Linked DNA regions of Mus musculus: all the other regions are linked to region 2. The links are chromatin contacts, called in public HiCAR-type, HiChIP or PLAC-seq and promoter capture Hi-C maps. All regions are on one chromosome and are shown on one strand. The core of a region is the stretch at or near the end of the contact, and the rest is flanking DNA. Distances in the headings are between cores, read along the strand shown.

Evidence for each region. Promoter capture Hi-C pulls out the DNA fragments that hold promoters and counts their contacts. HiCAR-type assays count read pairs that join an accessible place to other places. HiChIP or PLAC-seq counts read pairs in DNA pulled down with a chosen protein or histone mark.
Region 1: a HiCAR-type map of astrocytes shows a contact between it and region 2, with 3 times the contacts expected there. The contact joins the promoter of Zkscan16 here to the promoter of Txn1 in region 2. A contact is called at or near these places in 4 of 39 promoter capture datasets (the 3T3-L1 cell line, hippocampal neurons, liver and 1 more) and 4 of 115 datasets of contacts at active chromatin or transcription factors (the NIH/3T3 cell line, astrocytes, epiblast stem cells and 1 more).
Region 3: an H3K27ac HiChIP or PLAC-seq map of bone marrow-derived dendritic cells shows a contact between it and region 2, with 5 times the contacts expected there. The contact joins the promoter of Ptpn3 here to the promoter of Txn1 in region 2. A contact is called at or near these places in 3 of 39 promoter capture datasets (the 3T3-L1 cell line, cranial neural crest and liver), 4 of 484 Hi-C or Micro-C datasets (Th1 cells, embryonic stem cells and uterus), 7 of 115 datasets of contacts at active chromatin or transcription factors (the NIH/3T3 cell line, bone marrow-derived dendritic cells, effector CD8 T cells and 4 more) and 1 of 9 other capture datasets (adipose tissue).
Region 4: a contact with region 2 is called in an H3K27ac HiChIP or PLAC-seq map of thymic regulatory T cells, with 7 times the contacts expected there. The contact joins the promoter of Epb41l4b here to the promoter of Txn1 in region 2. A contact is called at or near these places in 3 of 39 promoter capture datasets (liver and pre-B cells) and 1 of 115 datasets of contacts at active chromatin or transcription factors (thymic regulatory T cells).
Region 5: a contact with region 2 is called in a promoter capture Hi-C map of liver, with 4 times the contacts expected there. The contact joins the enhancer-like site here to the promoter of Txn1 in region 2. A contact is called at or near these places in 5 of 39 promoter capture datasets (cranial neural crest, liver, maxillary cranial neural crest and 2 more), 1 of 484 Hi-C or Micro-C datasets (muscle stem cells) and 8 of 115 datasets of contacts at active chromatin or transcription factors (the NIH/3T3 cell line, astrocytes, bone marrow-derived dendritic cells and 4 more).
Region 6: an H3K4me3 HiChIP or PLAC-seq map of embryonic limb bud shows a contact between it and region 2, with 4 times the contacts expected there. The contact joins the enhancer-like site here to the promoter of Txn1 in region 2. A contact is called at or near these places in 4 of 115 datasets of contacts at active chromatin or transcription factors (the NIH/3T3 cell line, bone marrow-derived macrophages, embryonic limb bud and 1 more).
Region 7: a contact with region 2 is called in an H3K4me3 HiChIP or PLAC-seq map of embryonic stem cells, with 4 times the contacts expected there. The contact joins the enhancer-like site here to the promoter of Txn1 in region 2. A contact is called at or near these places in 5 of 39 promoter capture datasets (the 3T3-L1 cell line, HPC-7-derived erythroid cells, hippocampal neurons and 1 more) and 10 of 115 datasets of contacts at active chromatin or transcription factors (astrocytes, bone marrow-derived dendritic cells, embryonic forebrain and 4 more).

The regions. Positions count from the first base shown.
Region 1 is chr4:58,941,570-58,945,300 of GRCm38.p6, reverse strand. It overlaps Zkscan16 (zinc finger with KRAB and SCAN domains 16), which reads right to left and starts at 1,673. Exons shown (of 6, transcript NM_001099323.3): 1 at 1,643-1,673.
Region 2 is chr4:57,953,970-57,957,755 of GRCm38.p6, reverse strand. Txn1 (thioredoxin 1) reads left to right here and starts at 1,345. Exons shown (of 5, transcript NM_011660.3): 1 at 1,345-1,569. The coding sequence starts at 1,546. Gm35344 (a long non-coding RNA gene) reads right to left here and starts at 1,313. Exons shown (of 3, transcript XR_881303.3): 1 at 244-1,313.
Region 3 is chr4:57,298,798-57,303,034 of GRCm38.p6, reverse strand. It overlaps Ptpn3 (protein tyrosine phosphatase, non-receptor type 3), which reads left to right and starts at 2,666. Exons shown (of 26, transcript NM_001384115.1): 1 at 2,666-2,754. It overlaps Gm12536 (a long non-coding RNA gene), which reads right to left and starts at 3,296. Exons shown (of 3, transcript XR_003955208.1): 1 at 2,725-3,296; 2 at 332-1,264.
Region 4 is chr4:57,141,889-57,145,883 of GRCm38.p6, reverse strand. It overlaps Epb41l4b (erythrocyte membrane protein band 4.1 like 4b), which reads left to right and starts at 2,728. Exons shown (of 25, transcript NM_001355492.1): 1 at 2,728-3,036. The coding sequence starts at 2,731. It overlaps LOC108168956, which reads left to right and starts at 1,233. Exons shown (of 2, transcript XM_017320489.1): 1 at 1,233-1,278; 2 at 1,893-2,626. The coding sequence starts at 1,233. The coding sequence ends at 2,626.
Region 5 is chr4:58,896,153-58,899,942 of GRCm38.p6, reverse strand. All of the region lies in intron 1 of Ecpas (Ecm29 proteasome adaptor and scaffold), which reads left to right. Among named protein-coding and RNA genes, the nearest start is that of Ecpas, 15 kb to the left of the region's middle. Within about 2 kb of position 2,317, at least 22 of the 459 cell types and tissues checked have an H3K27ac peak or open chromatin away from gene starts, as enhancers often do. A contact at or near this core is called in liver, where this site is marked.
Region 6 is chr4:58,629,981-58,633,930 of GRCm38.p6, reverse strand. No RefSeq gene overlaps it. Among named protein-coding and RNA genes, the nearest start is that of Lpar1, 79 kb to the right of the region's middle. Within about 2 kb of position 2,225, at least 13 of the 459 cell types and tissues checked have an H3K27ac peak or open chromatin away from gene starts, as enhancers often do. A contact at or near this core is called in embryonic limb bud, where this site is marked.
Region 7 is chr4:58,719,542-58,723,855 of GRCm38.p6, reverse strand. No RefSeq gene overlaps it. Among named protein-coding and RNA genes, the nearest start is that of Olfr267, 64 kb to the left of the region's middle. Within about 2 kb of position 3,020, at least 17 of the 459 cell types and tissues checked have an H3K27ac peak or open chromatin away from gene starts, as enhancers often do. A contact at or near this core is called in astrocytes and embryonic stem cells, where this site is marked.

The sequences.
Region 1 (3,731 bases), core at 424-2,923, 990 kb before region 2:
GGGGGTGGCATTGGCTCCCTGGAGCTGAAGATACAGAAGGCTGTGAGCTGCCATGTCTGAGATCGGAACTGGATCTGAGTCCTCTGGAAGAGCAACAGGTGCTCTGAACCTTAGAGCTTCTCTTGTAAGTCTAGTTGTCTTCAATCCACTCTTGAGCTGTAGCCAAAGGATTTCTCCTAATTCTCAAAAGCCGATCCTGTCATTTCCCTGCCTGGAAGCCCTTAACAGGGTCCACCAAGACCAAGTTCAAAGCAGAGGGCACAAAGAATAATCTTAAGATTTGCCTGGATACCTCATAGATCGACACTGCAGCCATACAGAAACCACACACAAAAAACCACACACAGAAATACCACACACAAACTCTCTCTGTCTTTTACACCAGCGAGATTCCCGCCCCCTCATCACTTGGAATGATGCCTTCCTACTCCTAACAATCCTTTGCTCATTCTTCCCAACAGGGCTCCTGGGTCTCAGGGGTGAAGAGCATTGCGGCTTTAGCAGAGGAACCCATAATCAATTCTATTCCTGTCACCTATATAGCAGCCCACAACCATCTGTAACTCCAGTTTCAGGGAATCCAACACTCTCTTTTCTGACAATCGCACAGTGCAGATATACATGCAGGCAAAACACTCATAAACACAAAATAAAACCAGGGCTGGATACTGCTCAGTGATAGAACACTTGCCTAGCATGTGGTTTCAACCCTCATTAACCCCCACCCCCACCCCCACCCCACCAGCGGTTGGGGGAACCTCACAGGAACCATATCAAAAACAAAAGCTCCGACTCTTCTCTGTTGACAGGCCACCACCATCGAGTGAAATTCCTTTTGATCTCTAAATGATCTTTTGCACACAGCCTAGCCTGTGCTGCTTGCATTCATTCATACCATAAATGACTGGGATCTATAAAGATGGGAATGGGCACTGTGGGGACAGGCCTGTAGAGATCACTTACATCTCAGAAATAGGACCCGAGATGTACCACTATTTGGCAGGATATACTAGCCTCTTATTGCAATTAACATAGCATTAACCATCCACCTCAGGACCCGACACCCAGCACGCGAGATGTCATTTATTTCTTTGCTAACCATCAGGCGCCCACCATGTCACCTGGCACCCCTTTGGGTACCTGGGACTCCGCAGTGACTGAGACATGCGCAGCTGCTTCAACAGAGGCTCTGTGAAAATGTGACGCAGGTACTGGTTCCCAACGCGTAGGAGAAAGTCAGCGGCAATTTACCCCACAGGTGTCAGCTGGCAAAGCCTGGAGACCTCCAGCTTATTAGGAACGCGGAGGAAGGACGATCCAGGTTTCTGATTGATACAGCCAGAGACGCTGTTCAACATCTAATAAAAGGATCAAACGCATACACATACATTCACGCGAGCAGACACACCAAAGAATTATATGGCTCAAAATACCAATGGTGGCGAAGTTTTCAAGACTTGAGCACAGGGTGGTATGGAAGGACGGGAAGGCGCGGTGCTGCTGAAGTGCACGCCCCCGCAGCTGCAGCTGCAGCGCAGCGCGCCTGGTGCGAGGGACGCTCTGGGTCCCAATCCGCCCAAGGCGTGCGCTCGGAGCCCACAACCCGCGCAGCCCCGAACCGAACGGCGGAAAGCACCAATACCTGCACCAGCATCCGCAGCCAGCTGCACCGCAATAAGCGTTCAGAACCTTGTCCCGCAGCAGCTGCGCGCGCAAGACTTCGGGACCCACTGCGCCTGCGCAAAGGCTAGGAACTACGATTCCCGGGGTCCGCTGGCCTGGATTTCAGAAACTCCAGTGCTTTCCATAGGCTATTATCTGGCCTGTTGCGCATGGTCACAGAAAAGCGTCTGGGGGGCTCAGCTGCTAAATTATTGCTGCGCCAGAGGCTTAGAGGCCTAGAACACACTTAGGTTTTTAGATCTAAGCAGTCCGGCATCCACAGTAACCTTAAATCTTCCTCAGCTTCTCCCAGCACCACTGTTCATTAGAATGCAAAGTTGCAAAAAATCCACTGAGGAAACATTAGGGATGCCTTTAATGTAAACCATAAGTAACACAGCAAAAACACTATACAAATGTCATCCTCTGGCTTCCACACCTGCCACCATGGTCCAAGGGCAAGCACCCTACACAAAGCTTTGCCTGCACTGTTGCAATAGCTTCTTCGTTTCCCCCCTTGTCCATCACTTATACCATGTCTAGGCAGATTATGTCCCTCCCAAGGAAGGACTGCTCAAAACGCTAGTATCTTAGTTACTTGCTCTTTTACTGTGATAAAATACCCTGACAAAGGCAACCAAGGAGGAAAGGGATTTATTTCAGCTCGCAGCTCAAGGTACGGTCCTCATGGCAGGGAAGTCAAGGCGTCAGGAGCCTGAGGCAGCTGGTCACGTGGCATCCACAACCATGAAGCAATGAGCTGTGGATGCATGCTGGTGCTCATGTCCCTTTCTCTACTTATACAATCTAGGATTTCCTGCCCGGGAAATGGTGCCACCCACAGCAGGCAATCAAGATAATCCCACATAGGCATGCCCATAGGCATGTCTACCAAGTGATTCTAGAGGTGGTTTAACTGATAATGGAAGATAGAGCCGTGGCATCCCAGTATCCCAGAGATGATAGTAGTACTGGAATGTGGAGACATACAGCAGCCATTGATGGGCAGGAGCAAGTTAACACAAGTGAGGCAGATCACATTTAGTAAAGATGACCACATCAGCATCTATATCTACTCTAGAAGATTGTCCTACAAGTATACTGCTGATGTAACTCCTTTGAGAGCAGTTTCTAGATTTTTGAAATTAGGGTGACGGCTCTTAGCTCATAAAGTCCAGAAATGGGCCGAGGGTGCTGTTTAATGGTACTGCAGCTGCCAAAGAGCATGAAGTTTGCTTCTGCGTTTGCTTCAGATGGAGGGTGGGGTGTTCATTTGAATGTTTAAAAGCAGGATCCATCCATCATACAACCCAAGTTTTTTTGTTTTGTTTTGTTTGTTTTTATTATTTTTAAAAGATTTTATTTATTTATTTTCTTACTTATTATATATATATATATATATATATATATATATATATATATATGATGAGTGCACTGTAGCTGTCTTCAGACACACCAGAAGAGGGCATTGGATCCCATTGCAGATGGTTGTGAACCACCATGTGGTTGCTGGGAATTGAACTCAGGACCTCTGGAAGAGCAGTCAGTGCTCTTATCCACTGAGCCATCTCTCCAGCCCTTGTTTTTAACTTATAACAAAGTGGAATTGTTATTATCTCCATACCCTGAATTTTAAATTCTCCTAACTAGAACAGATAGTGTGTACTCTTTATATAAAGATGGCTTCTTTCATTCACTATTATGCCTATGACATCTGTCAAAATTGTTGCTTATGGTTATGAACTAGCTGATCTCATTGCTGCATGGCATTCCCCTGTGATTAGTTATTTACATTAGTTTCCTGTTTATACAGCTCATAACTCAGCACCTGTTCTGCTACATGGATAGGGAAGGAAGTACATATGTATGCTTATGTGTGTCTTTGTAAAGGGCTGACTGGTTTTCTAAAGCCCTTCTAGAACAGTGGTTCCCAGCCTGTGGGTCAAGACCCCTTTAGGGTTGAACAACCATTTCATAGGGGTTGCCTAAAACCATCAGAAAACACAGATATATTATTATTCATAACAGTAGCAAAATTACAGTTATGAAGTAGCAATGAAAATGAATTT
Region 2 (3,786 bases), core at 96-2,595:
TTCCTCTCTGCCTCAGCTGTCCTAAAGGGAAGGCTACTGCCTTTGGGGCAGCATCCACCCGCAGTCTAGGGCTATGTTCAGAACACTCCCTCTTGTCTACATCCTCACTCATTACTTGAATTCCTCAGCCCTTCAAAAACATCGCACAACTGGTTCTGGTATTTTAAATGTTTTGAACAAGGGAAGCCAGTGGGTAGGGGTAGGGTGGCTGAGACACAGTTTCATTAGCCTCCCGTGCTTCACCTCGATGTAGATTTATCTAGATCGGCTCTCCAAATGCAGGCTTGGTGAGTTCCTCCCAGGATGCTGGCTCTGTCCAGTCTCCACCTCAGCTGCTTCACCAGAACATACAGCGGCACTCTTGGGGCTGCACAAAGCCACCTTAAGAATCTTAGCTTCTTCCACCATGCCCTGTCCTCCTGAACATCACCTCAGTTATCATTGAAGAAGACTCTTCCTGGCGTCCTCTCCCAAGGCGGAAAAATCTCCTCAAAGCCTATACTGTCATTGTAAATACAAGGCAGCCAAACTCAGCAAGGCCCCACAAGGCACCACGCAAGCTTAATTAGCGCTCGCGATGACTATAATTAGAATAATTCATTGAGTGCTTCCTTATGGGCCAAACGCTGTCCTCAGTCAGTTTTCAAGCCCTTAAATCCTTCAAGACAATGCTGGGAGCTAGACTATCCGATCTCTATCATGCCTACATGTGCATGGGGCACAGAACAGGGCTCTAAACGGCTCTGTGCCTCTCCCAGTAGCAGGTTCACCTGTTAAAGTTAAGGAATAGGAGAGAGAGAGGAGAAAGAAGCGGCAAAGAACTACCCAGAAAGTTGGCGAGGACGCGCACTGAGACACTTCCTGGTCATCGTTACTCAGCACTTTGAGTCGAACTGCAGCATGGCCGCCCTAGTCTAAGGATACACCTCTGCCTGGGCAGTCCTAGGGACTGTCCCCAGCCCCAATCTGGAAGTATCTGACTTAGGTCTAGTTTGGGGCATGGGCAGTGTGATTACAGAAGGACTCTACGGTGTGAGAGAGGACCGTGATCTACCCCGGCGCTGTTCGCTGTTAAAGTGCCCTTGAGGCAGCTGGAAGTTGGCTCTTAGGGGTAGCTGCCGCGCGGCGTCTGGAGCCTGGAAAAACCCGAAGCTGCTCCAGGAGCCTGTGCTAGCTCCGCCCCTTATAAACTAAGGTTCTTGTTCGGCAGCTTAGAGTGGGGCGGGGAAGCCAGGAGTGAGGCCAGCGCTAGGACAGTCCCCAGGCTGCACTAGTAGCCGACTCTGGCTCCGCCCCCTGGAAAACCGCCCCACCTCTTGGGGGCGTGGTCTAGGCGCGGCCTGCCCAGGCGCCTTGGCGGACGCGGGAGGCGGGAAGCGCGTCCCCGCCGCGCGTGCCCGTCCGCCCCGCCCTGCTGCGCTCCGCCCTATTTCTATAAAGAGAAGGCGGGCGCCGCACTCGGTTGCAAGCTCCGTTGGGCGCCTTGGATCCATTTCCATCTGGTTCTGCTGAGACGCGTGTGGCTCCCTCCCCGCAACAGCCAAAATGGTGAAGCTGATCGAGAGCAAGGTACGCATGCCCGGGCGCCGCGCACATCCCGCGGTGCTGAAGAGGACACTCTCGGTGTCCCCGCGGGCTTAGCGGCCCAGGGCCTGTGTGCGCCCTCGGCGGTGGAGCATGCCCTGGGGGAGGGGACGAGGGGACCCTGGAACGCCGGGTACGGGAGATGCACTCGTGGGCAGCACCTGAGTCCCCGGAGCTGCACTCCCTACCGCCAGCCCAAATCTGGCGGAGGTGAAGAGATGGACCGGGGTCCTCCTGTGACACTCCCCCCTTCCCGTGCCCCAACTGAATCAGGATTTAGGATCTCTAGGAAAAGATGGAGAGCCGCCACTTCTCGAGTACGCGGTGCCACACGCCGCGCGGGTGTGTTGTACTGCTGGGCTCGGCCTTAGTTTCCCTCCATCAGTGACCTGCCGCCTAGAGGACACAGGCCAGGTCGGTGCATGAGGGTGGGTCTCGGGTCCCAGTTAAGTACCCTCGGATCGGTACCCCAGGTGACTACTAAGGAGAAAGGTCCAGGCCGCGCCCGAGAGACTCCTCCTCCTGCGTCGCAGGGCGTGTTTCCGGCAGCTCTGGCTTTGGAATGACTCAGTCCCCAAAGTCTGGCCCCGGGGCCTCGCAACCTTAAGGTTTCAGTGATTGACCCTCCATAAGTGGGCTTTGCTGGAACCAGGGCTCTCCCCCAGGGAGTAGTCAAGTACAAAGTCCTGCCCTTTGGGAAAAGAAAAATAATACCCAAGGGAAAAACTGTTACCATATTCGAAAGTTACTGAGAACCAAAATATCCTCCAGATTGGGAAACCCAGAGCCTGTTACACTGTAACTATTCGGGGAATATTTATAAAATGAAAAGTGAAAGGAGGTTGGGGGTGGAAATTGATGTGTGAAAGACTGGCTCACCCTTAAACTAGGAAATCCGTGGAAGACAGGTCCGCGCCCTCCAGTTTTGAGCACCTGGTTGGGTCTCAGTACAAAAGTTGGCTCACCCACTACCAGCCATATTAGTCCCAGCACCCAGTTGGATCCTTATCTGTTTAAACTGACCTACTTATGGAACCTTTGCCATTCCAATAGGAGCGGTGTACATTGGTGCCAGGAAACCAGTTACTCGGAAAAAGCTTGGGCCCCAAAAGCCTGCTACCAAGGCTCTGATCGGAGTCGCCCAGAATCAGAAGTTAAACTGAATACACATAAATTTCATGTGATGGGCTTAAGTTGATTAATTAAACTATGTAAAATGTAGCCTTATTTCTGACGACTGTGTGGGTAGTTAAAGGCCCCTGGGGTCAATCTCCACACAGGAGTGGAATAATAGGCTATGATATAATGGCTCAGAAATCAACAGTTGATTTGCCGTGTTTATCTTTAAGAATAAAATTATTCCTTGAACTACACACACACTTTGCTCAGTGCTTCACAGACCACGTGTTAGACCAAGGCGTTGGCTCATGCCTCTAATCCCCAGCGCTCAGGAGGCTGGGCTGTCTCAAAAAAAAAGCAAAGAACACTTTGTTATTTGCTGAATATGGTTTTGTTGTTGGGGCTTTCTGTTTCGGTTTATATTCACATATAGGGGTGGGGCATCCATTGGCAGTGGTCAGAGGACAACTTGAGAGAGTTGGCTCACTTCTACCTTGTGGGTCGTGGGTATTGAACTCAGTTCGTTGGTCTTGGTGGCAGGCACTTTAATGTGCTGAGCCATCTTGCCAGCCCCTGAATTGGGTATGTTTGAGAAAAGAGATGATAGCATCTGCTCCGGTCTACTCCGGGTGTGTTGTTTTGTCTCCAGGTTATTGGTGTCAGTACTGGCGACACTTGCCAATTGTGGTTATTGGTTTCTAGAGCTAAAAATTGTGATGTGCTTCTTAGTAGATAATTTTGAATACTCTTCAAGCCAATACAGATCGGCAGAAGAAAACTTGTTTTGCAAGTTTGCACATCCCTGCCTCTGTAATTGGTGTTCACTGAAGCCCGAAATTAGGATTGTGAGCCGCATTTTCAGTATTTTGAGTAGTGTTGCTTGGTTTTGCCTCATAGCTTTTGGGGGTAAACCTTGAGAGTGTTTGAGATGCAGTTTGCCCTGTTTTGTCATGTAATCTCATCAACTGGGACTCAGGTCCCAGCTAAGGACCCTCGGATTTGGATCGGTACCCCAGGTGACTGCTAAGGAGCAAGGTCCAGGCCGCTCCCTAGAGACTCCTCCTCCTGCGTCGCAGGGCGTGT
Region 3 (4,237 bases), core at 1,417-3,916, 660 kb after region 2:
CAAGTGTGTCCGTGTCACCTTTCCACAGTCAATTGTTTTCAGCTTTTCCACTCATCGTTGTTTTCATGTTGCAGTATACTTTCATAATTTCATTTTTTATTGTGTGTATGTATGTATGTATGTATGTGTGTGTGCACACATGTGAAACATCAGAAGACAAGCTGCACAGTTCTCTTCCACTCTGACAGGTCTTGGGGATTGACTGAACTCAGGACAGAAAGCTTGGCTGCAAATTTCCTTACCCACAGACCCTGTAGTAGGGACCCAGCAAGATTTAATTGTAATAATTATTTCAACCAATGTATCAGAACACAATCAGTCATTACTCTACCTTTGAACATCCACTTGTTTCCAGTTGGGCATGTATAAGAGTGAGTTCCAGAAGAAGCCAGGGGTACACAGAGAAGCACTTGTCTCGAAAAGCGAACAAAAAAAAAATTTAATTCGTTAAAAAATAACTTTTAGAGCTTTTCAATGAAGTTCTCAGCTATTTTCCAGCTCAAATCTGAGAACACTGCTTTAAGCAGTGACAGCAAAGAAATGGTAACGATGTATTCCAGCAGGCTTTATTTAAACTGGACAGTTCTAACAATTCCCAGGTCCCTCACCTTAGCAGTCCAAAAAGTGTTAAAGGATGATGGATGAATGATTGAGATAGGCACTTAAGAAATGAGTCTGGGACAGGGCTTAGTTCACTGGAAGACATTCGTGCTTACTGTGTGCAAAGCCCTGGATTCAAGCCTCATCAAGGGGAAAAAACATTTAAGGTGGACTGAATAAATTCCCGTTCTTTCTTTTTTTTTTTTTTTTTCAATTCCCCACACTCCCCCGGATCCAAGCGTAGGCATTTGTATTATTTAGGGCACAGAGAGCGCAAGGCTTTGGTAGCAGATCACACAGCAGCTGGTAGAGGACACTGTGTTCAGTCAGCTGTCTCTGAATTTCAAGTCTTCCCACCATGCTTGGGGGAGGAGGGTGACCCAGTACTCCCTGCAGGGAAGTAGAAGACTGACGGCCAGGTGGGACTCAGTGGGCAGCTTCGCCAATCCCTCTGGGGGTTCTTCCTTCCGGACGCTGGGCTCCCATGGCTCCGAGCATGCCCAGTGCTCTCCCCGCCACTCCGAAAAGTGCTGCCCTGGCGCCCGAGCTCCAGGTTTTGCGTGCGATCCTAGGCGGGGCCAGGACAGTGCAACCCCTAGGACTCCGGGCTCTGTAGGAATTCCCCGGACGCGAGGTTCTGGCGGCGCCTGCAGCGGTGCACTACCTTGGGACAGAGACCGGGATCTAAGCCAGGAAGTCAGGCACGGCTGAGGGTCTCGTGGTGACATGGGAACAAAAGGTTCTCGGGATATCTAGCACCCAGGTCCGACCATAGAATCCTAACCATCTCTCCATCCTTTTGTTATCATATTCATTCAACAAAACGTTTTTAGTTCTTACTGGAAGCCAAGCGTCGTTTAGAGGCTGGGTCTCTTGAGAGGCGGAGTTACCGAGCTGACACAGAGGGGAGGTACTCCTTAAGGGGGAAATCTAAGTCGCGAGAGACAGCCGGCAACATACTCCAGCAGCCCCTCCGCTCGCCCTTCCGTTTCACGGGCACAAAGCTTGCGCTCGTTTTGTTTTGAGGTTTTTTTGTTTTTGTTTTTGTTTTGTTTTTGCACCGGCTTTATCGTCCCAAGAAAGCTTCCTTGTTTAGCTGCGTGACTGAATGGTATTTGTCACCTGATCTGGTTGTTCCACCAGCTCTCACCGGGCCACCCCCTATCTTTCTTGCCTGGCTCCTTTCCCCTGTTCTTAGAATTTATCACCTAATACCCTGCGTTGTTTACGGACCTGTTGTTTGTTGCGAGAAAGTCCCTTCTAAACTCCCAACAAGGGGCAGAGATTTTGTCTATATATTAAGTGTGAAGAACGTAAGTAACTGTTGAATGGATAAGTGATACATGCTTGGAGTGCGGTAATGGACTTGGAGAGGGAGCAAGAGGTCAGGGCTAATTTAGAAAGGTAGCCAGAAAGGTCTCTCCTACAAGAGGCACCTGAATGGTGAGAGGGCTCGAAACACCAGCAAAGCAGGGCAAAAGACGTCCTACCTCGAGGGAAAGGCAGTGTAAAGGTCTCCAGGCGGGTCAAGTTCAGAGGGTATGATGGGGAGGAAGGTGCAGTCGGAGCGCAGGAAGACAGGTGTGGGAGGAGGCGGAAGAGGCCGGCTGGAACGCCCGCCACTAGGGGCCCTATAGGCTTTGGGAAGGGCTAACCTGCCTGGTGTCCTAGGACCAGCAAAGGAGCCCTGCGACCCCCAACTCAGCCACGGAGCCGCTGGAGTCAGCGAGACCCCCAACTCAGCCACGAAGCCACCGCGCAAGGCTCGCTGTCATTTCAGATTCGTTGAGCGCCAAGCCCTTGCCATTCTTAGGCATGCAATCCGGGAAAGCCAGGCACACAGTAGGTGTTCAATAAATGCTAAAAGCACGAATGGCTGCGTGCGTGAGCCAGGGGACCTGGAGGTCTGCGGGAGTTTGGCAGGTGGTCTGCGGAGGCCAGTGGCAGCGTCCCACGAGTTTGCCCCGGGCCCGCCCCTGTCCCGGGTCCCCCGCCCCGCGCGCGGGCCCGTCGCGGCCACAGCCGGGCCGGCGGGAGCCGCCCGCGGGCTGCACTGGGCATGCTCAGACGGCGGCCAGGTCGCGGCGCGAGCGAGCTTCAGTGCCGCCCGCCCGCGCGACCTACCTGGGCGCCCCGCGCCCCCGGATGCTGCAGGTATGGGAGACTGGGTCCTCTGCGGGGAGGGTCGGAGCGCGGGCTGCTGCGATCGCGGACACGCGGGGCTTACCCAACCCCCACCCGGTCCGGGGCTCGGCGGACACGCGGGAGGACTAGCGGTTGAGCTGGTAGCCCCAGGTCTCCGCGCCACGTCGGGCATCCGGGGGGCGCAGGCCCGGATCACCTGGCGGGGCTGGGGCGGGGCGCGGGCGTGGGCGGCAAAAGGCTGGGCGTTCTGGACGCAGCGGCGCGGGCGTGGGCGTGCGCTCCAGTCTGGCCGAGCCCTGGGCTTGGCGCCGAGGTATCCGCAGCCCGGCAGAGGGGGCGCACCGCTGCGGGGATCCAGCTCTCCGCGGTCCCCGAAGCTCAGCCACCCGGGGCGAATTCCCCTTCAGATTGCAAAGATGGCATTTCCTGGGCCTGGCACGAACTCCAGTGCCAAACCAATCCGCCCCGTTCCGCGGGCGACCGGGGTGGCTTCTCTGGTAACTTGCGGTGTGACACTGCTGCGTTGTGCAGGGAGAGAGCGCGCCCGGAAACCCCCGCCCCCGGTTGCTGCCTCCTAAACTTATTACGAACTTGAGGGTTGCCTTTAAAAAATTCATGAGAAGTTAAGATAACTTGACACCTGGGTGTTCCGTGAAGGTACAGGGAACTTGTGGTTGGGAAACTCTAGACCTAGGTTCAAGTTGGGCTCTTCCCCTTGGCCAGCTGGTGACCTTGGACGAGTCGTTTAACCTCTCTGATCCTCCATTTCCTCCACTGCACGCAGGCAGCAATAATGCCCACCTCGCCTGGTTGGTGGTGGATTAAGTAGGATAAATGGTGTGGAGGTGTTTGGCTCCGTGCCCGGCATAAAGCAAGCGAGCAGTTGGCGTGATGTGATTTTAATTCAGTTAGAGACCCTCATGGCTCCCATTTTGTCAGGAAGGTAGAATTAGGCAGTCATTTTCTGGGTCTGTGTTTGTGCCCAGGAGAACGTCTGCTGAGGCTTTGAAAAAAGCAACTCCACAGAGCGGTGGTGAGCTGCTCTTGTTTAATGGCAGTCTTTGTGAGTTCCGAAACTCCAGAAGTTGACACTCGGGCCTCACAGAAAGAACTATTTTTGCAAGATGATCCATCTTGCAAATGTCGAAGCGGATGAATTGGAAATCCTGGTTGGGAAAAAGATGCATATTCTGCAAAGCTCTCATGCTTAACCTTATGTTTTTGGATTGGGGAGCGGGGGTCTCTTAGCTTCTCACAGCGGGTTTGATCGTTCTTTGTGGTGGCTGCTCCTTGTGCATTACAGAGTGCCCAAAAGCCTCTGCTCAGTAGGTTCCAGTAGCAGCCTGCTTCCGACCGTGCCTACCAGGAATGCCTCTATATAGTGTCTGGGTTGAAGTGCCTCACCACCTCCACCCCTCCCCCACCCCACCCCCCGTGTCGTCCCTCTTTCCCCTTTTAGTAGAATTAACTGAGTGAGATAGCCTCCGCCTTC
Region 4 (3,995 bases), core at 1,479-3,978, 810 kb after region 2:
ATGCAAGGTTGCTCATGAAACGTGCAAATTCTGAGGTTGAAATGTTGGTGACAAGAACCACTGTGTAGTAATGTCTGAAGACTTATTTCTCCTCCATGTAAGAGCTAAATGGGGCGAGATCCATCGGATAGCGGGGCCTGATATATTGGAATCTCCATGCAATTCAGCATGCCACTGTCAGAGGCCATTGGGTCTGACCGGAGTCACAAGTGTGGGGATCTGGGCTCGATAACCTTAATGGAGCCTGGAGCTCAACAGGAGAGAAGCTCTGAATAACTACACACTCAGATGATGCACACCAGATGAATGAATAGCGTTGAAAGCTGTGATTCTCCAAAGCTGCATCCCTTGTAGCGTGCCTGCCTTCCTATTTGGCTGACGTAGAGAACCACAGATACAGTGACTTAAAACAACATTAAAGCGTTACTTTGCCATGCTAGAGGCCGAGGTGGATCTTACAGGCTGAAGCCAGTGTTTCATTCCTTCTAGACTTCCTAGGGCATAAATCACCCTTTACCTTTCTTGCTTCTAAGCAGTGGTTCTCAACCTTCTTACCTAATGCTGCAACCCTTTAATTCAGTTCCTCATGTTGTGGTGACCCCAACCATGAAATTATTTTCATTGCTGCTTCCTAACTGTAATTATGCTACTGTTATGAATCCCTACTTCAACCTTTTTAACTCGAGCGTAGAACCAAGCCCACCTTTGCTACATACAGTGAAACACAACGATGCAAATGCAAGATGCATAGGTGGACATCTTGGAGTGGCTACTCTGCTGCAGCATTCCTGGAGATAGCCTTAGAAACTAGTCAGCTGGCCTGGGCTATGCCAATTTGTACATAGTTTCTGTTCAATCTTGTTGTGGGGGTAAAGGGCAGAGTGGGTATCCAATGGTTTATTGTGTAGATGCCATTTTACAGAGTAAACTGTCACATGGGTGGTCCCCATAATATCAGAGAATGAATTCGGGGCAGCTGTCAGACCTTGGGCAAGCATATTACAAACCTAAGTTCTAAATCCATCTAAGTGAACGGGAATGCATAGAACTGTCTTGGAGAGTTGGAATGAGGAGTAATGAAGATGCAAACGGTGAAATCTAAGACAATGCCTGGCTTTCAATAAATGTCTCTTTTGGAATGAGTCCTACATTCACCCCCTGTCTTCTCTGTGTGCTTTGCTGAGGTCACTGCTTCCCCAACTCTTTCTTAAACTGTCATTTGCTTGCCAACCATGTTACAAGCTCCACCAGTAGCTCTGGAGCCCAATGAGTCTGTATGTCAGTCTCTTAAGCTCTCCAAAGCTCAGTTTCCTCCTTTGTATGATCCAGGTAATAACCTGTACGCTAACAGGCTAAATTAAGACATATGGAAAGGGCTTACCGTAATGTCTGGCACAAAATTAGGGCCTGATAAACAGTAGTGTTATTCTCCCCAAAGGCCTGGCCTCCTTTCAGCTTCATTTCCCACATTCCTTTCTGCAACACAGGACAACTCACTTGTCTGTGGGCAAACCCTGAACCTGTGGGCATTGATTGTTAGCAATTCGCTGTCTCCAGTTTGCTCCATGTGCCCTATGCAATTCATTCTTATGTTCTGCTTCGCTTCCCAGGAGTCTGTCCAACCTTGACCAACCTTCTCAGTAGCAATAGCTTATGCAGGACCTTTCCTTAATTCTGGGCATGGGCGAGGTCCTTGAAGCAGGGTGTCTCCAAAGGAGTATGGAAAAGTACTTCCCCTCCTCGCAGGCCTCAATTTTCTTGTTTGGAACGGGTCCGTTGGACTGGCAGGTTAAAGCTCCAGCCAGGGTTGAGATTTTAAGCAGATAGAATTTCATTAAGTGGCAGGGACCTTCTAGGTCGCCTACTCCACTTCTGCAGAAGGAGAAACTGAGTACGGTTGGTGTTTTGTTTTTGTTTTTGTTTTTCTTCCAGAAAGAGCCGTGTTTTTCTTTGCCCTAGGGGTAAGACTTCCCTGGAAGGAGACAGTCTTATTTTCTTCATCTGGTCAAGCAGGAGGAACTCTTGGACTTCTAGGGGGTCCTGCGCGCCCGGAAACACGTGTGTGCTCACCTACGTGTACGCACGTGAGCGCACCTACAGCAGCAGGGGGCGCTCGGGCCGGCAGGGGGCAGCACAAGCCCGGCGCAGCCCCGGGGGAGGAGGGCGTGCTGCAGTGCCGGCGGCGGCGGCTGGAGGTGCAGCCCTCCCAGGTGGGAGGCGGGGGCTGCGGGCGCAGGAAAAGGCGCCCCGGGAGCGGGCGCTCGGCGGGGGCCTCCTCGGGCCGGGCGCGGCGCGAGTGGGAGCGAGCGCGCCGGGAGCACGCAGGCGCTTTGCTCCGGCTGGCCCTCGGCCGGCGCGCGGCGCGGGAGCAGCCCGCAGCCGGGTCCCCCCGCGGCGCTCTTCGCGGGGCAGCGGCCACGCAGCAGCCGGCACCGACCGACCGCCCCAAGCGCGCGGCAGCGACAGCGGCGACAGCAGCGGGACGGTCCCCCGGGCCGCCTGTGCGCGTTCTCTCCCGCGCGGCTACTCTCGGCGGGCGCTGGCCCGGCCGACGCGTCCCGCGGGCGGCCGGAGCGCGGCGGCGGCCTCGGCTGGGGCGGGAGCGAGCCCCGGGCCGCAGCCCGCGGGAGGCGGCGCGGCGCGGCGGGCACTGACGGCGGCGCCGGGCGCTCCCGGGCGGCGGCGCGGCGGCAGCGCAGGGGGCGGAGGCAGGGGGCGCCCCCGGCCAGGATGCTGCGGTTCCTGCGCCGGACCTTTGGCCGCCGCTCCATGCAGCGCTACGCGCGGGGCGCGGCGGGGCGCGGGGCCGCCGGGCTGGGGGACGAGCGCGACGGGGGGCCGCGAGGGGGCCCGGCTGCCGCCGCCAGCTCCTCGGTGCTGCCCGCCGCGCCCGGGGGCAGCGTATTCCCGGCCGGCGGCGGGCCCCTGCTCACCGGCGGCGCGGCTGTGCACATCTCCGCCTCGGGAGCTGCCAAGGCCACCCTTTACTGCCGTGTCTTCCTGCTCGACGGAACCGAAGTGAGCGTGGACCTGCCGGTGAGTGACGCGGCGCGTGCGGGGCACTAGCAGCCTGCTCTGCTTGGGTCAGAACCCCCTGTCCCAGTCTTTCTTTCTCTCTGGGAAGCTACCCGGGCTGTTTTTTGGGGACCCCTCCCCCATCTTCTGCCAATCTTCCCCAGCCATGAACCCTCCCAGACCACCAGCCCGGGTATGCTCTGGGGCCCAGTCTTTGGCACCTTGCAACCGCAGGGTTGCGGCGCCCTTCTTTGGCGACCACCTAGGATTTTTGTGCCTCACTCCTACCCCATGCTATCCCATGCACACGTCCCTACGTCCCCTCCCCTTGGCGCAGGTGGCTGGCATTCCCTGCCAATGTTGGCCTTCGGCTGCTGGATTGAGTAGAATTTTTCAAGCGACGCAGGGCTGTTCCGGGGTATCCCGCTTTGGGTATCAGGCCTTGGTGGAGAAGAAATCCTTGCCTGCTGCTCAGCAGGTGCCCCAAGTTTGGGAAGAGGCTTAGGGAACAGTTTTGCCGCTCTGCCTTCTCCCGATTCCCCGTGGATGGCCCCCATAGGGAGCCTATCCCAAAGTGCTCCCTGGCTCACAACCTCGCAGGGAGTGGAGCGACTTGGGAGCCAACTCAGGCCAGGTCCGCTTTGAACGGAGAGATAAGCCTTGGCGTGCTGGGAGTTGGCCCCGGTCCCCTCTGGACTGGCCTACCCACTCTCTCCCACACCCGGCAGTTTGCGTGGTTCGTTCAGGGCATCCCGGGGTGGCAGCACCAGGGCCTGCGTCCGGTTCACACACCCACAGGTGGTTGCACCCGGGCCCAGTTCCAGTGGCAAGCTAGGCCAGCGCCAGTGTCTCCGACAGGGAGTCCAGCCGCCAAAAGAGCCTTTTTGGCCGAAGGGGCCAGTCAGATCCTATCAAACGCTGCACTAACGGGCGCCCACTGCGCTGCGGCAGACGGTGCCTTCGGGAATCTTTGGGCATGA
Region 5 (3,790 bases), core at 1,068-3,567, 940 kb before region 2:
TCCGGTTTTAATTTTTCATCTATAAATGCAAATGTCTCTGTATTACATCATGTTTTTCTGAGACCCAAAAGATCCCATTGCCATCTTACATATAAAAAATTTTAAAAAGTAACTACTGTTAAGAATGTTTGTGAAATTATTTTATTATAGTCTGGGATATTTTTGTGCTAATTAACCAGATAATTAAAAATATGCTGTAGCTTTAGATTAGTAATTGATTTGTTATATGGTGAGACATGGTCTAGATATTTTCAGCTTCCTTTCCAATCTCAGCTTCTCCTTAAGCTTCTACTTCTGTGTTGGGTACTGAGCTGAGTTTTTACATATGCTAGGCAGATGCACTGCCACTAAGCTGCAGTCCAGAGCTCCTCATTTATATTCTGAAATTTACTTTCATATTCATAAAACTTGATGTTTTTGTTAGAAAATTATATAAAAATAGACTTATTACTTGGAAATAGCCTTTTTTTGGTGGCTCACACAAAACCATTTATGCTCTTGAATTAATAATTAAACAAATGGCAGGCAGTATGCTTTTTTTTTCTTTGCATACTCTATGAGGAGTATTGTAACAAGCAGGTTGTCCTGAAAAGGTCTCCCTTTCCCATTCTTTTGTGTAATGATATGACTTGGAAATATATCTTTACAATCTTTTTTCTTACATGGATATATAATAGTTGGCACTGCTGAGCTAGAAACTGTTTTTGTGTGTGTGTATGTATGTGTGTGTGTATGTGTGTGTGTGTATGTGTGTGTATGTGTGTGTGTATGTATGTGTGTGTGTGTGTGTATGTATGTATGTGTGTGTGTGTGAGAGACACTTTAAGGTTGTTCTTAAGGTTTTGGCACTTTCCCTTAGACCAAATACTCTTATTTTATTCTTTTGCATTTAAGATTCTTTAAAAGTTCTGTGATTAAGATTCTTTCCTTATTCTTGAAATAGAAATTATTTTAATTGTTCTGTACTTTTTAAATAAAGAAATTTATTTTTATTGAATATTTAAAGATACAAAGAAACACCAGTGATACATTTTCTTCCCCCTTTTATACACATATACACTTATAAATAAAATTTTGGCGTGTATGTAATATTTTTAAAACAAAAATGTTTCAAGTAAAAACAAAAGAATATTATGAAGAAATTATGGAGAACTGTCCTGAACAGTATACATATTGCATTTAGAAACTTTATATAAGTGCCTTGTGCATGCCTATCTTTCTGATTTGTTTTCTTGCCATGATCTTAAGATGTTTCCAACATAATGCTATTTATTGTTTGTGTAAATATAACTCTTGTTTTTATCACTTTTGACCCTGCTATATTTAATCCATTCTCCTGTTGGCTGAGTTTTGGTTACTTTCAGTTTCCACTCTTACTAAAACCCTGTGACAATGAATGGTTTTATGCACATGTCCTTGTGCTTAGCTCTTCTCAGGAGAAAGCTCCTCCCACCCCCAAGATCATGCTGTATAAAGTGCCATACCTATCTGCCTGCCTGCCTGCCTATCTTTTCTTTTTCTTTCCTTCCTTCTTGATTTTCTTTGGATTTAGGGACAGCATATTTGGAGCTTACTACACTGGCTTCAAATTTGAGGCAGCTCTCTGGAGTCCTTTAAGTGTGAGTACCTAGCTTAGTTCTCTAAAGTATTTCTATTCAGGTTTTTGTAGTTAAAAACGTAGGAGATATTTGTAATGTACTCCTCTTTTCCTTTTTACTTTACAGAACTAGTTTTTAAAAATATTTTGTTGGTATTTTATGCTTTGTGCTAAATGTTTCATTGAGAGTGTTTCAATTTTTCATTTTCAGATTTTCATTTAAAGCTTAAAATACCTTAGTTTTTAATTCATGTTATTAATTTACACAAAAGTGATTTTTATGATATTTATTTCTGGTTGTTTTCTCTATTCTCTTTCAATTTGTTGATTTGTCCCTCTTAAATACTTTTATTATATATACTCTTAATGATTGTAACTTTATAATAAGTCTTACAATATAGTAGAGTGACTCACTTTTTGTGGGACTTATTGGTTATCTTTGTTTGATATTCCATATTATTTCTATTCACATTTCACCTGAATTTTATAATTATCTTTTCAACTTTCATGAATTCTTTTCTATAGAAAATATTTGATTTTGTTATATTGTACTATTTTTATAATGCTGGGTTTATTTGTGGACATTTTTACTGCTTACCAGATAATTTTTACTCTTCTGGTACAAAAAAAGTCTGGGTGGACTTTGGTTAGGGACATGGCGTGGTGTGTGTAAAAGGCATTGAGAGTAGTTAACCTGTTTGTAGAGCAGAAGGCTTGAGGTTATGGAGCCAGGCAGCCAAGTTTCACTGGAGGTGGCCCTCCGAGCTGAGTGCTGAGCAGAGAAGAGCCTTCCTACTGAGCTTTGGATGACGAATTCTGTGGAAGTTAATGTCAGTGTTTAAACTGTGGAGACTTCGGCATCTCAATCACAGAGTCAACCAACCTGTTCCATCTGACACAGAAATCTGAATATTTCTAGTCTCCTTATTCTAGTCATTAGAATTAAGTTATAGTTTAGAGTACTATTTTTTTCTATAAAGAACTTTGACATGTTTTGTAGGATTCACTTCCAGGTTTTATACCTTTTTTTTGTTGCTGTTGAACAAAAGCACAAATGTTAATATTTCCATTCTCGCGTATCTAAGTTGGCTTCTTTACTCTGACCTGTATGCAACATGAACTTCTTGCTCCACATACTCTTCTCATAGCTATTATATAAGCTATGAAATACTGCCAGTTAAAAAAAATCCTGTTTATTTACTGCATTTTCATGAACCTCAGTTCAGTTTTTTAGAATAGTGTGTACTTTTTGTGTTGTCCAGGTTTTGCACGCAATATCATATTTGCTTTAGATTTTACAGAGATATATTTTGTCAGAGTGGTAATTTCCTTCTATGCTGGTTGCTTTCAAATCTACATTTATAAACTCTGCTCTGTGATACTGGTGGTTTCTGTATTTTCCAGACTCCTCTACGGATTAGTTTCCTGTTTTAAGGCTCCCCTTTCCTAGAGTTTAGGAAGAACCCAGGGGCTTGTTTATATTACGCACAGACTCCATCACTGACTGCCTTTAGCTTTTCATCTTTAGATTTATGACTCACCAGAAATTTATCTTCTTTCATGTTTGGTGTGATGAAGTAGGAGTTACAGTTTGTTTTCCCATAGTACAATGCAATTGTTAGTGCAGTTCGCTGAAATAACAATATTTACTTACTCATTTCATTCATAACTTTGTTTTAAAGCAGGTGACTTGTACAAGTTTACCTCTTAAGGACTTTTTGTATTTTTTCAACTGGTCTGTTTTTGTACCACATTGTACTTTTAATTATTGGAGTTTTTGGCAAGGTTTGAAATCTTGTCATATAAATTGTTTTTCCTCTTTGGCATCAAGAGGATGATAAATACTGGCATTTTTTTCTCTGACTTTTTCTTTTTTAATCTTCCAGGTCATCCTTTGCAAATCTTAGTCCTTTGTAGAAATGGTATAATCAGGCTTTTACTTAGTATTCTTTAAATACTTTTGAGTTGATATTGGATAGTATTTTCTGTAGATCAGTTTGAGGATAATTGACATGTTGTTAGTATAAATTGTAACTCTTATCTGAGAGGCTTAGAAACAGATAGGATGTTTGATTTTTGTTTTTAGATTAAAAAACTTCATGTATTTATAATGTGGTAGCTTATGGATGAGACCCAAGTCTTCCATTTACTTATACAATAGGCTTAATAACCGTGTATTTTGACTGTAATCCA
Region 6 (3,950 bases), core at 976-3,475, 680 kb before region 2:
GAAGCAAGGCTCTTCCCATAGTCTCGCTGAGGTTTCCTTGCTTCCTAGATTCCAGTGGGCTTAATTATTGGAGATAAGGTGTGCTGTGCTGTGCTGTGCCGTGCCGTGCCGTGCCGTGCTGTGTATGTATGAGACACACACACACACACACACACACACACACACAGACACAGACACAGAGAAAGACAAGCACAGGGACACACACACACACACACACACACAGAGAGAGAGAGAGAGAGAGAGAGAGAGAGAGAGAGAGAACAGAATATTTACTCTTACTCTTTATCCTCCTTGTTCCAATGAGACATCTCTGGATACAGCAATTAATCTATAAATGTAGTTCCATATTAGTGACTCGGGGCACAATAGTACCTGTCCTGGGTAGGACTCCTATTTCTGAGAAGAAACACCACGAAATAAAACAACTTGGGAGGGAAGGGTTTATTTGGTTTTCACTTCCACATTGCCATTCATTGCTGAAAGAAGTCAGAACAGAAACTCTAACAGGTCAGGAATCTGGAGGCAGGAGCTGATGCAGAGACCATAGAGAAGTGCTGCTTACTGGCTTGCTTCTCATGGTTTATTCAGCTGCTTTCTTATAGACCCCAGGGCCACCAGCCCAGTGCTGTCCTTACTCATCAGGCAGGACTCTCTCCCATTAATCACCGATTAAGAAATGTCCAACAAGGTCGCCTACAGTAATGGAGGCATTTTCTCAATTAAGGCTCCCTCCTGTCTGTCAGATGACTCTATCTTGTATCAAGTTGACATAAAACCAGCCAGCGCTGTAACTGTTTCTTTCACATCGTTCATGCTCACAGACTTGTAGGAGATTCTGTTAATGATACTCCCTAGGTACCTCAACCACTACTCATGCACTTGTGAGCGATGCTTTTACTAAAGTTCTTCATCTGTCAGGATGGGGACTGCTAATTGGTAACAGTGGTTGCTCTCTCAAATCCAACTCTGAAGATGAGAATTCCTGGGCAAAATTTCTCTCTGATTTAATGAAAATGCCTTCTTGGCTGAGACAGTGATAAGCTCCAATGGCATGCAGTGACATCACAATGACTGGTGCATCCTTGACATCTCTGGCTGACACTGTTACTCAAAATATAATATTCATTTTTTCAAAGTTATATATTTATTTTTGCTGCATATGAATTGATGGGTTTTTTTTTTGTCTGCATGCATGTCTGTGTGAGGGTGCCAGATCTCCTGGAACTGGAGTTACAATTTCGAGCTGCCGTGTGCTGGGATTAACCTGGGTCCTCTAGAAGAGCAACCAGTGCTTTTAACCACTAAGACATCTGTTCAGCGCCATATAATATTTCTTACTAGAGCATACTATCCCCTAATGTTTGATATAAAATTATCAATCTAGAACACCTATTATTTTGTTTAATTCTCACTAGAAGTCACAATCAAGAGCAGCTTCTGTCCCCTTGGCAAGGAGAACGGCACTGTTTCAGTCTCTTGATCTTTGCGATCACACAGCCTGGAGGGACTCCTTGGCTCTCTTGATTTGCCAAAGGCATCAAACTAATTTATTGCGTGTGGACACTATGCTAATCTGATGTTTTTAAAAGTGCCCTTTAGTTGTGCATGCCAAATGACGAGAGACAAACCATTTAGCCAGAAGCTCTGGGAATTGAAAAACACTGAATTGCTGATAGATATGTGGATGAACCTTATGGAGTAGCCCAAGAGTACAAAGAAATGTGTGTTCCATTTAGCTAAACCAATGATAGAAGACCCTACCATCAATCAGGTGGACAAGATGGCTGTCCTATGGAAGCCACATAATCTCTTTTACTCAAATAAATGTTTTGTTGTTGTTTGACTTGCTTATTTATTTTTATGGCCATATTGGTAACAATGGAGATTATCTGTGGTCCCAGCTGTGTGGATTTTCTCTTACCAAAGCTAATTTGTGAGTTAAAATGGTTGTTTACCCTAACAATATGGCAGGATTTGACAAGGTGACCTGCCATCACCATCAGATAAGAGGCAGCTATTTATCTTCAAGGAAATGCATGCAAATTCCCCACACGGTTGTGCCCCATCATAACAGCACAGATTTTATATACTTCCCTATCCATTGTTATGGTAGTTTACAAATATCTTGTAAACAAGGACTAGTGGAAGAAATACACTAGAGAGCATAGGCCCTAGAAATCCACTGATGTAACTTATATTTCATCATCTCTTCAAGCAGGGAGCAGCCTGTTGAAGGATCTGGGCATCCACATTTATACACTTGGATGTTATCCTGTAGGGTGCAACATATGCTTCCGATCAGCCCAGATATTTATTACGTCACGTGATTCTTTGGGGACTTTAAAACATCTGGTCTCTATTTCTCTCAGAACTCTTAGATCTGGTTTGTTCTAGGCCACCCCCTTAGCTGGCTTGAGCATTTTTCTGCAACTCGCATTCATGCAGACACAAAGACCTTGTATCTAAAGTACTTCCATTACTATAAACTTGTCACAAGAAACAGCAACATCTTGCTAGAGGTTTTCAGTAGTTTGATCAAAGCAATGCAAACACTTTTCAATGCCCTGCTAATGGTGGTGTCTGCTTTCCCTCTTTGTTTCATTAGAATGGATATACATTCATGAATATTTTAAAATTAATTTTGAAGTATTTTTCATTACTGTGAGTTGTCTTATTAGGCCCAATTTATGTTTTTACCTTTAATTAAAATTCATGTGGTATTAATATTGTAACCATGTTTTCATTTTGCTAGTATTGCTGTGATATATTTGCCTTTATCTTTTTAAAAATGTATGTGTGTGTGTGTGAGAGAGAGATGAGACGTGTGAGCATATGAGAATGTGTGCATGTTTTTACGTGTGTGCCAGTGGTCAGAGGATAACCCTTGAATGTGGGTCCTTGCTTTTCTACTTTGTTGGAATCAGGGAATCTCGTTACTTCTGTATAAGCCAGGCTAGCCCATGAACATGGACCTTTTGTGGGGGTTCTGAGGGTCTGAGCTTAGGTTGTCCAGCTTGTGTGATAACCTTTACTTAATCCTCCTCCCCCTCTGTTAAAAATTATTTTTAAACGTAGATTTTCAATGCAGCCCAGTGTTGAGATCAATTTGACTTACCTATTCAGAATATTTTGTAATTTTTCATTATGAATTTTGTAGAAATGGGACATAGCTAGACTTCATTTTCTGACATACCCAAGAGAGTTTTTGTTTCCTAGAGGTGGTGACTGAATTTATTTTGATGCATTTTAAGATGTTCTGGAATTTTTGCACTTTTTCCTGTCCCTGTATTTTCTGCCTTTTCTCTATGGACTATAAAGTCTTTGCTTTTATCCTCCATAGTGATTTGTAATTTTATAATAGTTTTCAAAATCACCATTCAGCTTCATTATCAGAGAGTGGGGTGTGTTGTGACAGTGTGTACCCTCTGATTACCAGCGAGCAGGATATGTTGTGATTGTGTGTACCCTCTGATTATCAGAGAGTGGGTACTCTCTGATTATCAGAGAGCAGAGTGTGTTGTGATAGTGTGTACCCCTGATTATCAGAGAATGGGATGTGTTGTAACGTGTATACTCTCTGATTATCAGAGAGTGGGGTGTGCTGTGACAGTGTGTACCCTCACCCATTATTTTGCTTCTTTCTTGTCTCATGATAGCTTTTGTATAAAAATACAAAATACAAATCTAATATTTTTTTTCAGAAAAAACTTGTCGATGTTGTATTATTTAAGCCTTTATAGCCTTAGAAATAAAGTGTAAAGTTCTCGCCTTTTCTTCTAATGCCAATTTGCCTGTAAATATCTGGCTAAAATCACTAATTGGTGGCATTTTAGTAGGTAATGAGCATCTACTAAGTCCTCATATGAATGGATGTGAAGAGCCTAAAAACATGGAGAAAGAGGGGAGAGTAGTGATTTGACTACACTCAAATATATAATCCCTATAGGCTC
Region 7 (4,314 bases), core at 1,771-4,270, 760 kb before region 2:
TTTGATGTGAGCATCCTGGAAGCAATCAGCCTCTTTTACACGCTCCCCTGTTCTATGATGTCCATGATGATTTCAGGAGACCCAGTGGACCTGACTGAAGCTCTCCAGGCAGAATAAACATGTCCTCCTTTCAAGCTGATGCTCTTGGGTATCTTGTCACAGAAACACAAATGATCTCAACAGTCACTTGGAGTGCTTCTATTTTTTTTTTTTAATTCCCATAAGGCTATGAGCATTTAAGATGTATTCAAATTTCTTTTAAATGTGCTCATGGAAGTGGAATCTCTGAGCCATGCTCCTATGATTAGACTCTATGTTAAAACATGACCTATGTTCTAAGGGGGCAATATCTTCTTCCATTGCTACCAGTCATGCACAAGGGTTCTGATTTTTCCACCTCCTGGCCACAGCACAACACGTGACAGATACTCTCTTTTGGATTCTAAACCTTGATGGTTTTACTTTGGATGATAAGTGTGTGATGTGTATGACTCTTTGGCTTTCTACGTCAAGACTACATGTCGTAATACCAAATATTATCCTCTTTGAAACTGCATTCTTTCACTAGAACATTCTACAGCGTGGTGTGTCCCTACAGCAAAAACAAGGTAAATTGTGAGACTTCTCAACTCTGAATGAACTCTATGAATGAAAAATGAATTCATTCTCGAACAGGAAATCTCTGGCACAGCGAAGCCTCAGGGTTGTGAGAACTGGGACTGTTTGGGGAAGTTCTGGCCAGGCCCTGGTGCTTGTTTGCTTTATCACTATGGGAGCAAAGAAGAGATCAACGCGGCCTCTCAAAAGGCTTCCTCTTGCAAGATGAAAAACATGATTGGCAGGAGGGAGGAAAACCCGCCAAGGCTGAGAGCAGGCCTGGCTCCCTGTTGTAAGATCAAATAATGACCTCCGGATCGGGACATGAGAACAACGGAGCTTTGTGTCGCCACTGTTGGCTCTGGCGCATGCTCTGTCCTGGGTTAATAAACTTTTACTGCAGGTAACATCTGGAGTGGGGCAGAGGAGACTAATGTGCTGACCTCAGCAGGCAGTTTACTGTCAGCCTGCCCAGAAGTGCACTGAAAGCGGGGTTCCAACTCCACCAGGCCTTTCTTTCTTGGCAACCCTGCCCGCTCTCCAAAACGCAAGCCCCCTCTGTCGCATGTATTCTCGCTTGCCCTTCGACAATGTATTCCGCTCGACAAAGTCTCTGGCCAGATTTCGGTGGCATGTTCTTTAACTTTTGGGATGTAAGAAAAAGAACTCACATTTAAAAAAAAAATTGAAAATAGATTTTCTTTAATACATTTTATTCTGATTACAGTCTCCCCTCTCCCAACTCCTCCCAGATTTTCCCCACTTCCCCACTTGGCAAAATCCAGACCCCTTCTTTTTCTCTCATTTGAAAACAAATAGGCATTAATGATGATGGTGATGATGATGATGATGATAAAAGACAAAATAAAACAAACCAGAATAGGGTAAAGCAAAATAAACAGAAAAAAAAATAATAGAGTAAAAGAAAAAGCAAAAGGAGCCGGGCGTGGTGGCGCACGCCTTTAATCCCAGCACTCGGGAGGCAGATGCAGGTGGATTTCTGAGTTCGAGGCCAGCCTGGTCTACAGAGTGAGTTCCAGGACAGCCAGGGCTATACAGAGAAACCCTGTCTCGAGAAAAAAACAAAAAACAAAAAACAAAAAAAAAAAACCAAAAAACCAAAAACCGAGAAGAAGAAAAAGCAAAAGAAATACTACAGACTCTAAGACGCACATATTCACACACAAAGAAGACCCATAAAAACAAAATTGGACACTATAATATATAAGCAAAAGATCTGTAAGGTTAAATTAAAAAGCCCAAAGAAAGAATTATGAGACAAAAATTCTCCAAAAAGTACCATGGAGTTCATTTTGTGTTAGCTGTTTACTTTTGGTGGGTTTGAGCCTGCCCATAAGTGTGGTTTGTAGACCCAGCGAGACTCTGTTGGAGAGAAATAACTTTTCCTTTGTAAGCAATTAGCTATTGGAGATAGCTTCTGGGTTAGGGATGGGAGTTGTGTCGATTTCCCCTCTCAGCACTGGGATCCCATCTGGCACAGGCCGATGCAGGCTTTGTGCATGCGGCCGTGGTCTACCATGGTCTCTGTGAGTTCTTATGGGCACCAGCCTTGTTGTGTCTGGAAGGCCTTTTTTCTTGGTGTTCTCCGTCCTCTTGGCTCTTATACTCTTTCTGCCTCCTCTTGCAAGGGCTCCCTTTACTTGGGTGATGTCTGTCTGCGGCACCTCCACGCCATGCATGTGTTCCCGGTGGGAGGAAGAAGCAGAAGTATCACAGCGTTTCTTCTCACACGTGTGTGGCTGGGGACGTGTGTCACGGCCATTCTCACTGGACAGCAGAGAGATCAAGCCTTTCTCAGATGCCCATTTTTAATCACATTGTTGAATTATTACTATTAAGTTCTGAGTTCCTTGTATATTCTGGGTATTGAACGGCTGTTTTGATATAGAGGAAAAAAAAGAGGTGTGGCTCCAAGTGGATAGTTCTCAACTTTCCCATGATCTCCATGTTTGTCTTCCCCAATTTAATGTTTTTTCCCCAAATTTCCTCCATGCTAGCCCACCATACAGTGCAGTAGTATAGTGTAAGGCAGGAATGGCTTCTTGAATTGTATGGGCATCTTTTTTGTTTAGTAACCTTGCTTGCTTCCTTCTTCCTTTATTATGGTCTGTTTTAGGGAGGGAAAATGTATGAGCAAGTATGGATGTCTCTAGATATCCAGAGTGTCCCTGTGCCCCGTGCTCCTGTGTCCCTGTACCCCTGTGCCCCTGGTTTCTCTGTATTCCTGTATGCTTTTGGGGCCTCCGGGTCTTCAGGGCCTTGTTTTACTTGCTCGGAGCATGCCCCACGGAGCCTTCTCACTTGTTTCCTGGTTTTTTTCTTCACATGCTCAGAACTGTTCCTTGGTATTTTGGGGCCACTCCAGAACATTTAGTGGCTTTTTCCATTCCTTTTGTGTTTCTCAATGGCCACAGCAGGTTCACAGTCACAGCGCTGCTGTGGAGAAGGTCAGAGAATGCTAATGGGACATTTAGCAGTCAGTGTTCCTGTGTGGCTTTTTGTTGAAAATAACGTTGAAGCGACCGAAGGAGAAAATGCAATTTTAACTTAATGTAGAAAGAGTGTTAGGGGATTTATGTGAGTCATTAACAGATATTCTTGATAGATATAATCTCCCTTCCTTAAACATTGCCTCAGGGATGAGTTCTGCCCATTAAAACATGGATCATGGATGTTACCTACTACTTTTGTAACACATAAGATAAAATTTTAATATGCCCAGAGGACTAGTTTCCAGAGAATCAAACAAAAAAGTTTTCTTGATGATACTAAAATTTTGTTTTGAGATTTGTATATTACAGAATATATAGCCTTGGTGAGTCTCATCATCAGACATGCTAAACCGACCTGCTTGAACTCCTGATCTTTTGGACTTTCAGCCGGATCCAGTCAGGACACTAAAACAATCGTTGGTGTGGCCTTCCAACTCCTCCATTTTCCCTACCCTCCACCACCCCCTTTCAAAGATACTTCAATGCCCATATTCATGTTGAAGAAGTTATGAAGAGTCGTTGTCCCAGTTCCCTGGGCTTTGGGGCTGGAGGTGATTACTCTAAAGTTGCCTTTCTGGGGTATTTAGAAATGGTCATAATTGGAACAAGGAGGAATAGCTAGAATTTATTGTATAGCGATAATCTCATTTGGTAGAAATATTTACAATAGTTACTAAGTTGAAGTCATAATTTCTTATTTTGGTACAGAATTTATTTTAATGCAAAATCAAGGTTTTCATTGGTATATTTCTTCTATTGATACAAAAGTTTTAAAAATACAAGACTTAGACCCAGTCCTCCTAATAACTGTTATTATAAATTGATCTGAGATGTTTAAGTCTCTGAGTTAAGGGTCAAATAGCAAATTCATGGCTCTGAGTTTATTGTTAGGGTGTTTTCAGATAATTTAATTAGAAATAGCTGAGAGTAGTTAATGGACAACAGTTGTGGATAGCCCTGTGGCCAATTATATTTGATGTTAACTCCATTCTCCTGTGAGTGACTGCGAACAAGGATTGAGTCAGCACTCAGTGATTTCCTGTAAACCTGCTCCCTACCTTAATTTGTAAAATAGAGGAGAGCTGATGATTGGGCAGAGAAAAGGGAAGGTGGAGCAGAAGGTGAGGGAGAAGAAGGAGAAAATGGAAGAGGGAGAGGACGAAGAGGAGGAGGAAGAAGAAGAAAAGTGAAGCAGAAGTACATG